2 separate regions of the Ovis aries genome follow, and region 2 is linked to region 1. Evidence: chromatin contacts called from public Hi-C data. All regions are on one chromosome and are shown on one strand. Each heading gives the region's core, a stretch centred on a gene start, on an enhancer-like site or on the middle of the called end of the contact. The rest is flanking DNA. Distances are from core to core; before and after follow the strand shown. Region 1 has its middle 6.8 kb from the start of INHBA. Region 2 has its middle 310 kb from the start of INHBA.

What was found. Hi-C and Micro-C count contacts between places; a contact is called where the count stands out from the background.
Region 2: a Hi-C map of liver shows a contact between it and region 1, with 6 times the contacts expected there. The contact joins two enhancer-like sites. A contact is called at or near these places in 3 of 16 Hi-C or Micro-C datasets (liver, mixed tissues and skin fibroblasts).

What each region holds. Positions count from the first base shown.
Region 1 is chr4:80,951,807-80,959,008 of ARS-UI_Ramb_v3.0, reverse strand. It overlaps a transcript of INHBA not described here. Among named protein-coding and RNA genes, the nearest start is that of INHBA, 6.8 kb to the left of the region's middle. Within about 2 kb of position 2,503, at least 1 of the 54 cell types and tissues checked has an H3K27ac peak or open chromatin away from gene starts, as enhancers often do. A contact at or near this core is called in liver, where this site is marked.
Region 2 is chr4:81,267,747-81,274,948 of ARS-UI_Ramb_v3.0, reverse strand. No RefSeq gene overlaps it. Among named protein-coding and RNA genes, the nearest start is that of INHBA, 310 kb to the right of the region's middle. Within about 2 kb of position 3,163, at least 1 of the 54 cell types and tissues checked has an H3K27ac peak or open chromatin away from gene starts, as enhancers often do. A contact at or near this core is called in liver, where this site is marked.

The sequences.
Region 1 (7,202 bases), core at 1,254-3,753:
ATGTTTTATTGAGAAAAAGCCAAGGGAAATATGTATCCCTATGGGATGATGTTCTTCCCTCTCCTGACTTACACTATTATTTTACATCTTGAAATTGAATACCTGCTTTATAAATCATTTATCATTGAGAACTTTGGAAATAGTCACTCTCTGCTAGTGAACTTTATAAGTATGCTTCCCAAGCCTTTAGAATCCCAATCTAACTAGAAGAAAAAGAATCTCCTACATGATTCTTCTTTATCAGAACTTCAAGTCCTATGATTTCTAAATTGTTACAAATACAACATGAGATTAAAGAAAAAAAGTGAACATTTCTTGAAACTGGAGTGAAGTTGGTCAGGGTGTTATGGGGGAGGGAGGAGACAGTGTTAGCTAGTCAGGGATAACACAGGAGGAAGGAATTCTCAGACAAGAATGCTGGTGAAGGGTTGTTAGAAGAAGCATAGCTGAAGCCTAAGTCGGGTATTCATGACAAGTTGAATAAAATGTGCAAAATTGGGAGCTAATGAAAGCCATATGACCAGATATGTTGTTTTGTATGCAGGATTTAACATGCATAAAATAAACTTTTCACTGTGCCCACAAGCAAAATATAGAGACTCTGGTCTCCTGATGTGCAGTTTAAGCAGGTTCCTTTAGGACACCAGAAGTTTGTCTCCAGGGGTCTGTCTTGGCTAAACACAGAGCACGTGTAGGTGCTGAACTGTGTATTGGGGTGGGGCAGTGTAGTCTGAGAATTGCATATTCAGAAATGAAGTAGGAAATAAAATGTTAGGTTGTAGAGAAACTGAAGGAATCTGAGAAGGAAAGATAGAAACAGGATCAGTGTTAGTTAACTCCAAAGCTGCCCATCAGGTTTGAACTGGATGGATCCAACCTCTCTATAAGAAAGGAACTTCCCCATCCTTTTTGGATGAGACCTAGGGGTTGGGGTGGGGGGGCATCTAAATTCACCCCTCTGCCCCACAGGAACCCTGGTGTCCTGGAAATAGCACCATGTTTATGAGTTTCGGGGCACGAATCAACCTGGATGAGACCCCAGTTCCACAGCTTACTAACCAGATAACCTCAGCCCTCAGTGTACTCATCTGTAAAGTGGGATCCACCTACTCTACTGCAGGATCAAGCACGTGCTCAGAAAATACTGAGTGATAAAAATTTCCTGGTGCCTCTCTCTGAACATATGTGTCACAGGAATATGCAGCACCCCTACCAGAGAAGCCACCCTCTCTCTCGGGTGATTCAGATCGCGTTGGCCACGGATGCCACCAAAGTGCCCACCTGCCTAGGTCAGCCCACCAGCTGTGATATCATTCTCCACCTGAATCCCCAACCTCAGAGCTGAGCCACGCGGGAAATGCCTCCTCACTGAGTGGAAATGAGGTGGAGGTGGTAGAGGAAGCAGGCAGGTTAAAATAACTTCTGTCGACTCTTGCGGATGGGGGAATGATCTTTTCCCTGCCGGACTCCAGGGCTCCGGGGAGTGGAGGAGCTGGTCCGCCCAGCTCCTGAGCAGCATCTCCAGTTCCTTCCTCGACTTGGTTTCTCTTTCACTTCCTGCCCCCTCCCCCCGCGCCCCAGTTCCCCCACCCCGGCCCTGCGGTCCCGCTGCTCGGCCTGCTACTGTACCTTGAGCAACACCTGCTGGCAGCTCCCGGGGATCACGCCGGATCGCGGCCGCTGCTCGAGCTCGGCTCGCGGGGCTGGAGTCTGGGCCAAGCCTTGCGCAGCGGCCGCCTCTATTTTTACCCGGAGCACCAGCAAGGGCAACTTCTTTTAAGAGCAGCTCTTGATTTTTCCCCCCTTTTGGCAGCTAGAGAATTCAGAGAGGGAGGGGGGAGGGAAATCACTGATCAGTAAGTGCAGCTGGGAATCTCTGAACCCAGTTATCACTGCCAAGACTGAAAGCCACGGCCAATGTCAGGGACCAGGAAGGGGACTTGCGGGCTGGCTCCCAGGCGGACAGAGGCGCGCGGGGAGCGCTCCCGCCCCGCCAGCTCTGTCCCCTTTCGGATCGCAGAGCCCGGTCCTCCCCGCCACTGCGCTGGCACGATGGCCGGCTGCCACCGCGCTTTTCACCTAGTGCAGGAGGCCTGATTTACTGACTCCTTCACAAAGCTCCTCGTCTCTTCGCTGGAGCCTTTTGCAGGGCTCTGTTCTCGCCTGGAGGAGCGGCCCCTGGAGAACCCGGTGGAGCAGCTTGCTTCGAGGAGCCGGGAGGGAAACTGTGGTACCTTATTTTACTGTAATTGCAAAAGGCGCGATGTGCCAGAGATCTATATTTAGAAGTTGTATGTTTCTACTTTTATGTAAATGGAGCAATTAGGGCCTGTCTTGCTGCTGCTAAACTCCAGGGCTTGTGCCTTGCTGGGAAAGCTGGTGTTTTCAATCACAATTAGTGAGCTGGTCAAAAAACCAAGTTCGTTTAAGGATAAGAGCTCAACGGTGCGAGCGAGGGAGAGACCAGAGTCCCTGTGCCATCCTGGGACCGCGGTGACACACACCTTGCGGCACGGCTAACCTATAGTGGAGTTTACCCGTGGCAGCAGCTGTCCCCGTGCAAAGTTGGCATAGATCAAGGAGCGAGAATGTTCATTTTCCTTCTCAAGCAAACCGTCTGTCCTTCGGCTTCCATCCATGCTATTAATTGGTCTCTTTGCTCACTACTCCTGGAACAAGGAGACAGGCCTAGAAAAGGGGACTGGTTTTTTTTCATGGCTCTGTTGTTTTAGCTGCTGCTCACGCTTTGGCTCTCCTGTTATTCTGTTTAAAAAAAAAAAAAAAAAAATCCCGCTAGGAGGCGTGAACGCCCCAAGCAGGTGACTGGGACCTTGTCATCTGATTCAGTCGAAATGGCACGAGGCTGGGGGGTTCACAGCACTGACTAGGCTGCTGACGATTCAGGGTGTTTTAGTTCCTTCCTATGAAAAATCTGTTCCCCCAAAAGCATGATTTCTGGTTCATCCCCCCGTCTGGGAGACCGAACAGAAAACGTGACTAGAGGGAGAAATCAATAAGATTCGAGGTGTTCTCAGCAGCTGACGTGTTATTCTGGGCTCCAGGCAGGAAAACCTTGCCTCCGTGGGGAGTGGTGACTCCCTCGAGAGGCAGTGCCTCTCCGGATCCAGAAAACGTGGGCGGGATCCAGAGTGGTATTTGCTGCCGGGAGATTTCCGGAGTCTCATCGAATGGTTTGGGTTGAATAGGGAACTGGCAATCCCTGCCTGTTTCCTGGACAGCCGGAGCTTGCCCATCTCTTGGGCGCTGGGTTAGGAAGAGAGATTTGGGACAAGGAAGAATGAGCATTTCACATTCTAAACTGAACTAGGAAGCTGTTTGCTGGTCAAATCAATGAATAAATACAACTTAATAGAGAGGAAGAGGGAAACATGAAAATTTCTCCAAGGGATGGATTAGTTTAGGATAAATAGATGCAAACTCTTGTTCTATAGAATGAATAAACAACAAGTTCCTACTGTATAGTATAGGGAACTATATTCAATATCCTGTGATAAACCATAATGGAAAAGAATATGAAAAAGGAGGCATATATATGTATAAATGTTTCATTGTGCTGTATAGTAGAAATTAACACATTGTCCATCAACTATACTTCAATAAAGTAAATTTTTAATAAAAAGTCCTCCAAAATTCACTAGAACACAACAGGATCAGAAATAGTTAATCTAAAACTCTTATTCCTAAGCATCCTGTTTTGTTTTTTTGTTTTTTGTTTTTTGTTTTTAAACCACCAGAATATCCCACAAGGCCTTGTCCTATGTGCAACTACTCTGTTTTAAGAGTAATTGGAAGTGCCTTACCTGAACCAAGGGAACCCAGACCCTAGAATTAAAATGATTAAGGAAAAAACCAGAAAGAAAAACCTCAGTAAATAAACTGTTATCACTCCACTTACAGCAGTGGCTCTCAACTGTGATGATTTTGCTCCCCAGGAGACATATGGCCATGTCTGAAGACATTTTTGCTTGGTGTAACTGGGAAGGAAGGTGCTACTGGCCTCTAGTGGGTAGAAGCCAGGGCTGCCACTAAACATTCTAATGGTGCCCCTGACAGCCGTCTCAGCAGAGAAATCATCCGACACCAAATGGTAACTCCTCTGCAGTGGAGAAGCCCTGACGTTGAGTTATCATTCCAAAGTTTCACCTAATTTCCTTCCCATCCATGCTCCAAGGGGCCCCGGCATCTATGCAAGAGAGGAATCATTCAAGTGATTCTGCCTCCTTGTATGGCTTGGGCTTCCTGATTACCAGAAGCCTGCACAGCAGAGCAAGGGTGCTTCTCAAGCATCCCCACCAACTTTCCAGGGAGGCCTCCAAGTATTTGCTTCTGGCTTTGTGTTCGAACCAAAAGCAAAATCTTGGTGACTGGCAGCAAAGCGAGATGAATTAGCCCCCACCCAAGCTGTCAGGAGGCAACGGATAATGGAAGACAAAAAGTGAATGGGGAGTGAGTTATTCATTTGAGCAAGTCGGTATCTGAGAAATCCACTCACTAGCAAATTCCCTGAAGTGAAATTCGCAAAAGTGGGATTACCATGCTTTGCTCCCAGAGCAAGCAAATATGATGTGGCTGATTTTATTTGTTTAATACCTTGGGGGAATGACACACAATCAATATCCACAGAGAGAAAACAGTGCTTTGCGAAATCTAATGCATGTTCCAAGCAACTTTATATTCTCCAAATTTCCTTTGTAAAGGAAGGCCATGCCCCTTCAGGTGCTACTCTCCTGTGAGGACTGGGGGAAATATTGTGAAGGAGACCATATCACAGAAAATAATCAGCATCATCAACAAATGCTGGTGAAACCCACAAAAGGGAATTTGGCTGGATTCATCTAGCTGAGATGTGAAATGCTGATCTCTATACAATAAGGCCAGCTCTCCAGGCTTATCACTTAGTTCTTAAGTGACCTGGGTTATCCAGAGAGGAGAGGGTCAGTCAGAGAATGTTCTGAGATGAACGAGGCAAGAGGGGAACGTCTTAGACACTCAGATGCCATCTCATCAACGCCAACACCTGAATCTAGTTTCTGCAATAGATGGTTATTTTAGAACCAAAGACTTCCATCCACTTCCAAATGATTCAGAAAAGCCTGGATTTCTTCCCAAGAAGTAATCATTTAGTCCTGGTGAAAAACTCAATCTAGAGAGAGAAATACACAGTTATAACCTCTAGAGAAAAATAGATATTGAAAAAGAAATAAAAGCAACACTAAAACGAAAAGGCCTTACTAACCAACATAATATTTTGAAAGTGTTTATCAAAAGTCAGTTCTAATCCAATCAGGGAACATCTGGTTGCTCTTCCTATTGTCCCAGAAGATGATGAACAATGCTTGCAAAGGAACGAATAACAAATAGTTGTAATTGTGGTTCTCACCTGGATTCCCTTGGGTTGAAAGTTCCATGTTGCTGCCTGGAAGACTCAGAAGCTTAGCCTACAGATGCCATTAGACTCATAAAAGAAGGAATCTTGATCTTAATCCAATGTTGCCCATCCACAACCTGCTCCCAAATTGTAGCTTTGGAGGGAAGACACAGAAAAGAATTAGGGAAGTCCTGTGTGTATTTTTTTTTTTTTTTAATCAGTGAATCGCTGCCTCCTTCCTGTGCTGATAGAGAGTCCAAAGGTTCTACCTTTCTATTGGAGCACCCCCAGGCCCATCCAGGCCTGCATGACAGGAGTGCCCTTGTTCTGGGCACGGTGTACTTTCACAGACACTGACACTGTGGCTTGGTTAGTAAATATTTACAGGTGCCCCACTCTAATTTTAGGAAGGTCAAGTTTGCAAAGGTGCCTTGGCAGGCAGGACTTCCGTTAGTCTTTATCAACTTAGGAAAGCACACTATAATTAAGCACAGTATTTGGAGAGTTTCACTGAACTCTCTGGGGTCTACACCTAGCCTTAGACTTTCAAAAATTAACTCAGCTCCTGTCCCCCTTTTCTGGATATTTACCAAGTTCTTCTTTAAAGATGGGATCGAATGATGGAGGAAGGAAGAGACAATGTATTAGAAGGAAAAAAAGCTTCAGAACACCTCTTTTCCAACAAGCCACGGGTGAATTTGTGATCACTTAATAAATGGGGACGTGAAGCCAATCCTGTCCTTTTGCCTCATTTAAGTATGAAATGAGAGTAATTAAAACTGTGATCCCTGGAGAAAAAAGTTCACCCAAGAAGTTCCCCAAATTTCAAGGAGCTTTTGTTTTACTAGATGCTGTTAGTTTCATGTTAGTCACTGGGAAAAAAAAAATGCCCACATGCACACGCACGACTAAATGTAGTCAGTTTGCTCAGCTGGTGCTGAAGTCACTACTGCCCACTAGGAGTGAGTTACTGTAATAATCCCCTTTTATTAATCATAGGCTGGAGGAAGCAGAAAGTGGGTGACATCATTAGGCAAAGGGCCGGCTAACTCATGCTCCAATTTACTCAGCTTTATTATAACATCTCTCAAGTGTCATATGAAAGCGATTACCAATTCACACTTTCCCCCTCTGAGCCATCATCCCTAACCTTCAAATTCAAACTCCCAGAGAAAAGCTTAGCTCTCAGGTGGAGGCATATAGGGGCCAAACCTCACCAAGGTTCCTTGTCCCAAGGAGGAAGGTCCTGCTCAAAACAGCTTTTCCTGGTCTTAAGATGAAGATGGAGTTGGTCTCTAGAACGATCACATCCCAATTAACTCTTGGTTTACTCCGGCCTCTGACTGGAGAGGACAGCTCATCCTGAAGAGGACCAGAAGGATGTGGGTAGATGCAGCTCCCCAGGGTCTCATGATCACCAAGGACACAATCTCTGCACCCTAGGGATCTGAATTGTGAAAAGCACCATTGGATGATGTGCTCAAAGGTGGTAGTTAAGTGGTAGGCCCTGCAGCTAGGCGGACTGGGTTGCCTTCAAGCTGCAGGATGCTGGAAAGATTCCATATTGGTAACTTAGCTCTCACTGAGTGCTAATAATACTAGCCTCTCCTTCATAGGATTGTTGTGAGAAATCAATGAGTTAATACCTGCAAGGCATAAAGAAAAATGCCTGCCACAGAGTTAATGTTACTCACTAGTATTACTTCTTTCTCTAAAAGGCTCTGCTGACTGAACTGACCTCTCTGGAAACTGCTGTGTAGGGCCCTGGAAAGATGAGAAATGTGGTTTGAAAAGGCATTAAGGCAAACTGGTC
Region 2 (7,202 bases), core at 1,914-4,413, 320 kb before region 1:
ATGATAGCTAATTTTGGAGACTTCTCTGGTTGTCCTGTGGTTAAGACTCCATGCTTCCACTGCAGGAGGCACAGGTTCGATCCCTGGTCAGGTACTAAGATCCCACATGCTGTGCAGCACTGTGAAAAAATAAATATTCTTTAAAAACTTTTTTTTAAGAAAAGAGCTAGTTCTGCCCTCAATATTCAAGGTTCTGTATGACAATCCAATGACTGATGGTCATTCACTCACTCCCCATTTCAACAAAATTTATTGAACACCACCTACTATGTGGTAGGCCAGAGATTTCAGATATGGTCACAGTCCCCTGAATTGAAGAGCTTATATTCCAGAGGGAAAATGTTAGAAAAGCAAATGGATAGCAAAATGTTATATTAAACAACAACCAAAAAAATCACCCTACAAGCTAGAGGGCAGAGTGGCTGATCCTGCATGAAAATGATGAACAGTTCATGAAGGAAATGATCTCCAAGCTGAGTTTGAAGGTGAGAGGCATATTTCCAGGTGCCATAGTAAAGATAAAGGTTTTGGTCTAAGGGAAGAGCATAGATAAGACTGTATGAGGTAGGTGTTTCCATGGAACATGAAAGAATCCACCTCTTTCAGAGCAGAAGGCCACAGGGGAGCTCTGAAGGCAGACCTGACCATAATATGAGTATCTGCTACACTAGAGGCTATTTGTGGAGAAGAAAGAGCAGAGCTCACTAATCAGAAAAGTGATAAAATTAGGATTTTTATTCTAGAAAAGTGACTGTAGACACAACATGAAGGATAAAACAGGAGGAAGAGACAGTAGGCAGCTGAGCAACCAGGAGACTGCGGTAAATCAGACTTAAGTCTCCCAGGGATCAGTATATACCAGTCAGATGTAGTATTGATTTTTTAAGAACATGGTAATGCTGGCCGGTAATCTAAACTCTTTATTATGGATTATCAAATTGAACAATGAGAATACCCATATATTTCTGTGTGACATGGAACAACAGACTGGTTCCAAATAGGAAAAGGAGTACATCAAGGCTGTATATTGTCACCCTGCTTATTTAACTTATATGCCGAGTACATCGTGAGAAACGCTGGACTGGAAGAAGCACAAGCTGGAAGCAAGATTGCCAGGAGAAATGTCAATAACCTCAGATATGCAGATAACACCACCCTCATGGCAGAAAGTGAACAGGAACTAAAAAGCCTCTTAATGAAAGTGAAAGAGGAGAGTGAAAAAGTTGGCTTCAAGCTCAACATTCAGAAAATGAAGATCATGGCATCTGGTCCCATCATTTCATGGGAAATAGATGGGGAAACAGTGGAAAGTGTCAGACTTTATTTTGGGGGCTCCAAAATCACTGCAGATGGTGACTGCAGCCATGAAATTAAAAGACGCTTACTCCTTGGAAGGAAAGTTATGATCAACCTAGATAGCGTATTCAAATCAGAGACATTACTTTGCCAACAAAGGTCCATCTAGTCAAGGCTATGGTTTTTCCAGTGGTCATGTATGGATGCAAAAGTTGGACTGTGAAGAAAGCTGAGTGCCGAAGAATTGATGCTTTTGAACTGTAGTGTTGGAGAAGACTCTTGAGAGTCCCTTGGACTGCAAGGAGATCCAACCAGTCCATTCTGAAGGAGATCAGCCCTGGGATTTCTTTGGAAGGAATGATGCTAAAGCTGAAACTCCAATACTTTGGCCACCTCATGAGAAGAGTTGACTCATTGGAAAAGACCCTGATGCTGGGAGGGATTGCGGGCAGAAGGAGAAGGGGACGACAGAGGATGAGATGGCTTGATGGCATCACCGACTTGATGGACGTGAGTCTGAGTGAACTCCGGGAGTTGGTGATGGACAGGGAGGCCTGGCGTGCTGTGATTCGTGGGGTTGCAAAGAGTCAGACACAACTGAGTGACTGAACTGAACTGAACTGAAAGGTGAATATCCATTTTCAATATTCAGTTCTTTCCCACTGCAATCTGACACAAAGAAACTATATTTGAAAATAGCTTCTTATAGTTCTTGAAAATAAAAGGACCTTTGCTGCCAAAAGTTTAGTAGATCTTCTTATTGGGAATATTTTATCTTTTCATACTGTGAACTAGCATTTGGATATTTAGAGCCACACTCTTTTCCTCCAGAAAGTGAGAGATGCGGTTCTTGGATCTGACACTTTACTCTGGAGATTCAGTTCATGGGTGAGTCACCAAGTATCTCTGTGTTTCCTGGGCAGTTGAAAAGGTTTTCTTTTAAGTTTTGGCTTATCATTGGCTCCTTTTCAGAACTTTGCATCTTTCCCACGTGTTATGTTTTTTTTTCACTTTGAGACAGATCATGAAGTCAAGACATTTTTTAAGGGAAAAAGAAAGGAGCAAGTGGACTTTTTACCATTCAACTGAATTTCATGCTTGCTATTTGAAAGGATGTTTTGAAACAAATCAAATAAAGTCCCTATCACTGAGCAGGTTTGCATTTGAATAATGAGTTGTCTGATGATTGCCCTCACTTATGCTCCAAACAAAACCAAGCCAAAGAAAAACCTTGGCTATAACTTCTGAAACTGAGGTGAACTCAATGGAGAAAAGAAAAGCTCTTCAGATCCTGAGAAGGTATTTTCTCCTTGTTTTTGAGCCAGGTTCCAACGTTTGTGATGTGATTAAATTCTCTGAAACCTGCTATGCTATTGAATGGGGACTTTCCCTTTGTTACTGGGCTAGGGGTACCCACGTGAAAAGTGCAACTTGAGGCATCAGAACGATGAGAGATACAGACTTCAAGGGCAGGAGAAATTGCTAAATGGTGCTCTTTGTTTCCAAAGCACATGGTTCCTAGATAAGCCATCTCATCACACCATCCTTTGGGCCTCTCTAGCCTGGCAGAGGAGGGTGAGGAGAGTGATTCAGTGCTTCATCCCTGGAGTGTAGACAATGCAGTTTATCCAGTGTGTGAAGCCACATCCTTGGACTCCCCTTAATATTAATACCTGCTTACAATGAACTCCCCAACAGGGGGCCATGTTCTCATGATAAATCTAGTTTAGATGTTGAAAATGATAGCAATTTTTATCTTTAATACAATAAAAACCCCATTTAAATGGGTCTTCCCATTCAAGACAACATTGTACATGGGGCAGTGGTCTGATGAAGCTGATACTCACGGTGAACTTGTTTTATTTGTCTGCCCTTTGCCCTTCCCAGTTGTGACTCAGAAATAATCAGCCAAAAATCAAACAAGATAGAAAGAAAGCTGCATGCTGCAATAAAATGGACAAAAAGGAAATGAGTGAGCATTTGGCATCCAGAGAAAAGCATGCCAAGCTCAAGCCACTGTTTGTGAAATTCCCCAGGTTAGCATAATGAGAACACTTCGGACTAAGTCCTCAGCAGATGTGACAGGACTCGGCCACACGCTTCTCATTAATGGTCCTGGGAATCCTACAGTGGAAACCTCAGCCTTGCACTGAGTTTTCTCCATTGTTTTAGACCCCCCAAAGTCATAAATGGTTGTTGTGTAAATGTTATGTTGCTTAATTCCCAATATATCTTTTTTCTCTCCAACCCTTTGTTAGACATAAACATACACAACCAAGTGGTCCAGATCTCACCCCTAAGGAAAGCACACAACCAGTGTGGAAGGAGAGATGAGGGTTAATATCTATTTACCTCCCCTGGGCTTAGGGAGTGAGAAAGGCAAGTGGTGCCATTAGCACTGAAGCACACTGCAGAGTTCGGAGTGCCTTTCCCTACTTTTCTTATGTAGGTCTGCTCACAATTGCCTTTATAATCAAATCACCACTCAAATGGCAGAGAAAGAAATAAAAACAAAATCGCAACACTCTTTCAATAAAATGTACCCAAAGAAATGAACATGCCATTGCTAAGCAAAGATGTCAAAGGAACCATGAAGGATGAACTGTGCCTCCGGCGAGTTATCCGTTTCTTAAATTCCGTTTGGCCAACAAACAGCTAAGTATGGACCACTGTCTCCAGACCATAGTCCAGCCATGTGTCTCAGCAGCCATCTTCTCCCTACTGCTCTATGTGTGCAAAACGGTATTGCTGTGAAGAGGCAAAGACATACATCCTGGAAATGTCAGCTGAGAAGCCTGGGAACCCGGACATTTGTTGATGGGGGGATAAATGAGCCCTTTGGATACAGATTTCTACTTTCTTTAAAGAGTCTAAATTTGATCTTAGTTGTTGGAAGTGGTAGGTTTGGGGAAGGACGTGAAAAATCTGCCCTCTCTCCTGCAAATATATAAAAGAATAAACCAACAGGAGCTTGTCCCTTGTCACTGAATGCCCAAGCTGGAAGGAATCCTAAAGCTTATGGAGTTTCAACCCTCATTTTACAGATGGGAAACAGGATTGCAGGATGGGGAGTAACCTATAAGAAATTGTACAGTGTTCAGGGCAGGGGCAGAAATGGGACCTTGTTCTCTTGGTTCCTACTGCAGTATTCTTTCCAATAACCTAGACACACAAAAATTTTTTAATTTCAATTTTAATTCATTTATCCACAATTGGTCAATTGAATCTTCAGGTTCAGATAAAGCTACTTTGGTCCAGCTAGGATTTTATTTTATTTTTTCACCAGTGAAAGGTAGATGTCAGAAATAATCTTTTGGATTTTTTTCCCTTTGACTTTTTATTTTTTTAGGAACAGAATTTAACCCTTACAAAATAAAATGATAGTGGTAAAATTTTCATAATGAATATGCTTCCAGTTGTCAAAAAGTTCGAATAATTTTTAAAAGAAATTGAATTATATTACACTGAAATAATTTAAATTTCTTGCCGTGGAGTTTTTGCAGAATATTACCTGCATTGGATTGTGGAAAGTAGTACTTATATTTGAAAGCCAAGGCTCTGGAGTCAGGTCACCTTGGGTTCAAGTCTCTCTTGTAGTTTTTAACATGTGATCTCAATTGAGTTATTGAATGGCTTGGAGTTTCTGTGGTTTTCTGGTTTCCCAGATGGCTCAGATGGTAAAGAATCTGCCTACAATGCAGGAGACCCAGGTTGATCCCTGGGTCAGGAAAGATACCTTGGAGAAAGGAATGGTTACCCACTCCAGTATTCTTATCTGGAAAATTCCATTGACAAAGAAGCCTGGCAGTCTACAGTCCATGGGGGTGTTGCAAAGAGTCAGACACAACTGAGCGACTAACACTTTCAATTTTTGCTTTCTGTGGTTTTCACTGTAAAATGACAATGTTAATACTACCTGACTCTCAGGCTATTATGAAGAATAATTGAGATGACATAAATAAAAGGCCCAGGAAAATCTAGGGTATTAGATGTTCAATAAATGTTGGTGACTTTTCATTACTGGTAGAAATGACCTATGTAATTAGCTTGCAAAAAAAGGCAAGATTTATCAGCAAAGGTTTTTAGCTATAATCAATTTATCATACATTAGCCATTCTCATGCCCTTCTATACTCAGACACACACACACAGGAGCACACACACACACATACACACTCCTCACCTTTAGAATGAATAGGGTTTTCCCCCCAGGTCTTCAAGTAGCTACTAAAACAACCCTCATCTCAGGAACAGGGCAAGGACCAGAGAGAAAGGACCAGTATAGTTCAACTGAGGTCTTTTTCCTCTGCTCTTTTATATTTTCCTACATGCCATCCAAGAGATGAATAATCATCTTTCCTTCTGGAGCTAAAAGTAAAGAAATGTCATTACTCTCGTAGGAATGATATAACAGACAGCATTGGGGTGATCTTTGGGAGGTTTTCAGACAGGAAAGCACATATAGCACCTATCACAATGACTTGTAGTAGTTAATATTAATCAATCCATATTGGCTTGTTGTGCTTTTAGGTTAGTTTCAGCCAAGTCATTGCTCTATCTTCATGCCAGATTCCAAGAGCCATTGGTAAGGTAGTGTTCAAATGCTAGGCATGGGAGGTATTGTATTGCTCGGTAAAGAATCTTACTGGTTTCCCACAGCCTCTCTTGTTCTTTCAAATTTCACCCTCTGCAAGCCTGGATCAGTCCCTTTGATAATGACTCAGCAGCCAAAGACACTAGTCCAATCATCAAGGGATGACTTGTCCCTGGATTTGGACACTTTCAATCCCCAACATAGCACTTTCTTTTTCTTTTCTTCTTTCTTTCTTTGGTATAGCCTATCCTCCTAGAGTTCCCATGGCTTCTTTCATTTGTTGCACACTCTCTGATTCAATGGGAGCAAACACTTCTCTGAGTTGCTGAATTTTTCATCATTGCCATTATTTGTCCTTGACTTCCTTTATAAATTATGTACAATTAATTAAAATACTTATAAATTCCCAAAGCCACTCCAAAAGCATACACATTTTGTAGATTCAGCAGAAGAAAGAAACACTATGATTTTACCATTCTGAACATCACATCAGCTGCTTCTTTTTATTGTCTTCAGCCTTATCAGAATATGGCTAAAATTTTCTTTTTTCTTATTATATATCTCTTCACTAATCTAGTTAACTCTGTCTGCTTATATCCATATTTTTAAAAACTTCGGTGTATACCTCCTCATTGCATACAATGATATACTCAAACTTGATTATAAACACAAATGTAAAACACAAAACCATAAAACTTCTAGACAAAAACATAGGAGAAAATCTCTATGACCTTGAGTTACACAAAGATTTCTTAGATACAGTAGCCAAATCACTATTCATAAAAGAACAAAGTGACAAATTAGATTTCATCAAAATTAAAAATGTTGCTCTGCTAAAGACATCATTAAGTGAGTGGAAAGGTAAGCCACAGAGTAGGAGAATATATTTTTATAAATCATTTATCTGATAAAGGACTTATATCCAGAATATATTTTTTAAAAATTTCAAAACTCACTGTTGAGGAAACAAATAATCCCCTTCCAAAAAATAGGCAAAAAATTTTGAAAAAGAAGATACGCAGGTACAAATAAACATATAAAAATGCTCAAAATCATGAATCCTTAGAGAAATGAAAATAAAATAAAAGGCTGTTATTTTAAAATTGATTATTCTAAAGTATGAAGATATGGAGCAACTGGAACTTCCATATCCTACAGAAGGTAATGTAAAACGGTACAACCATATTGGCAAACAGTTCAGCAATTTCTTTAGAAAAAGTTAAACCTAAACCCACCATATGAGCAAGCTATTCCATTCTTAGATATTTACCCAAGAGAAATGAAGCTCTTGCACCTGAATGCTTATGGAAGCT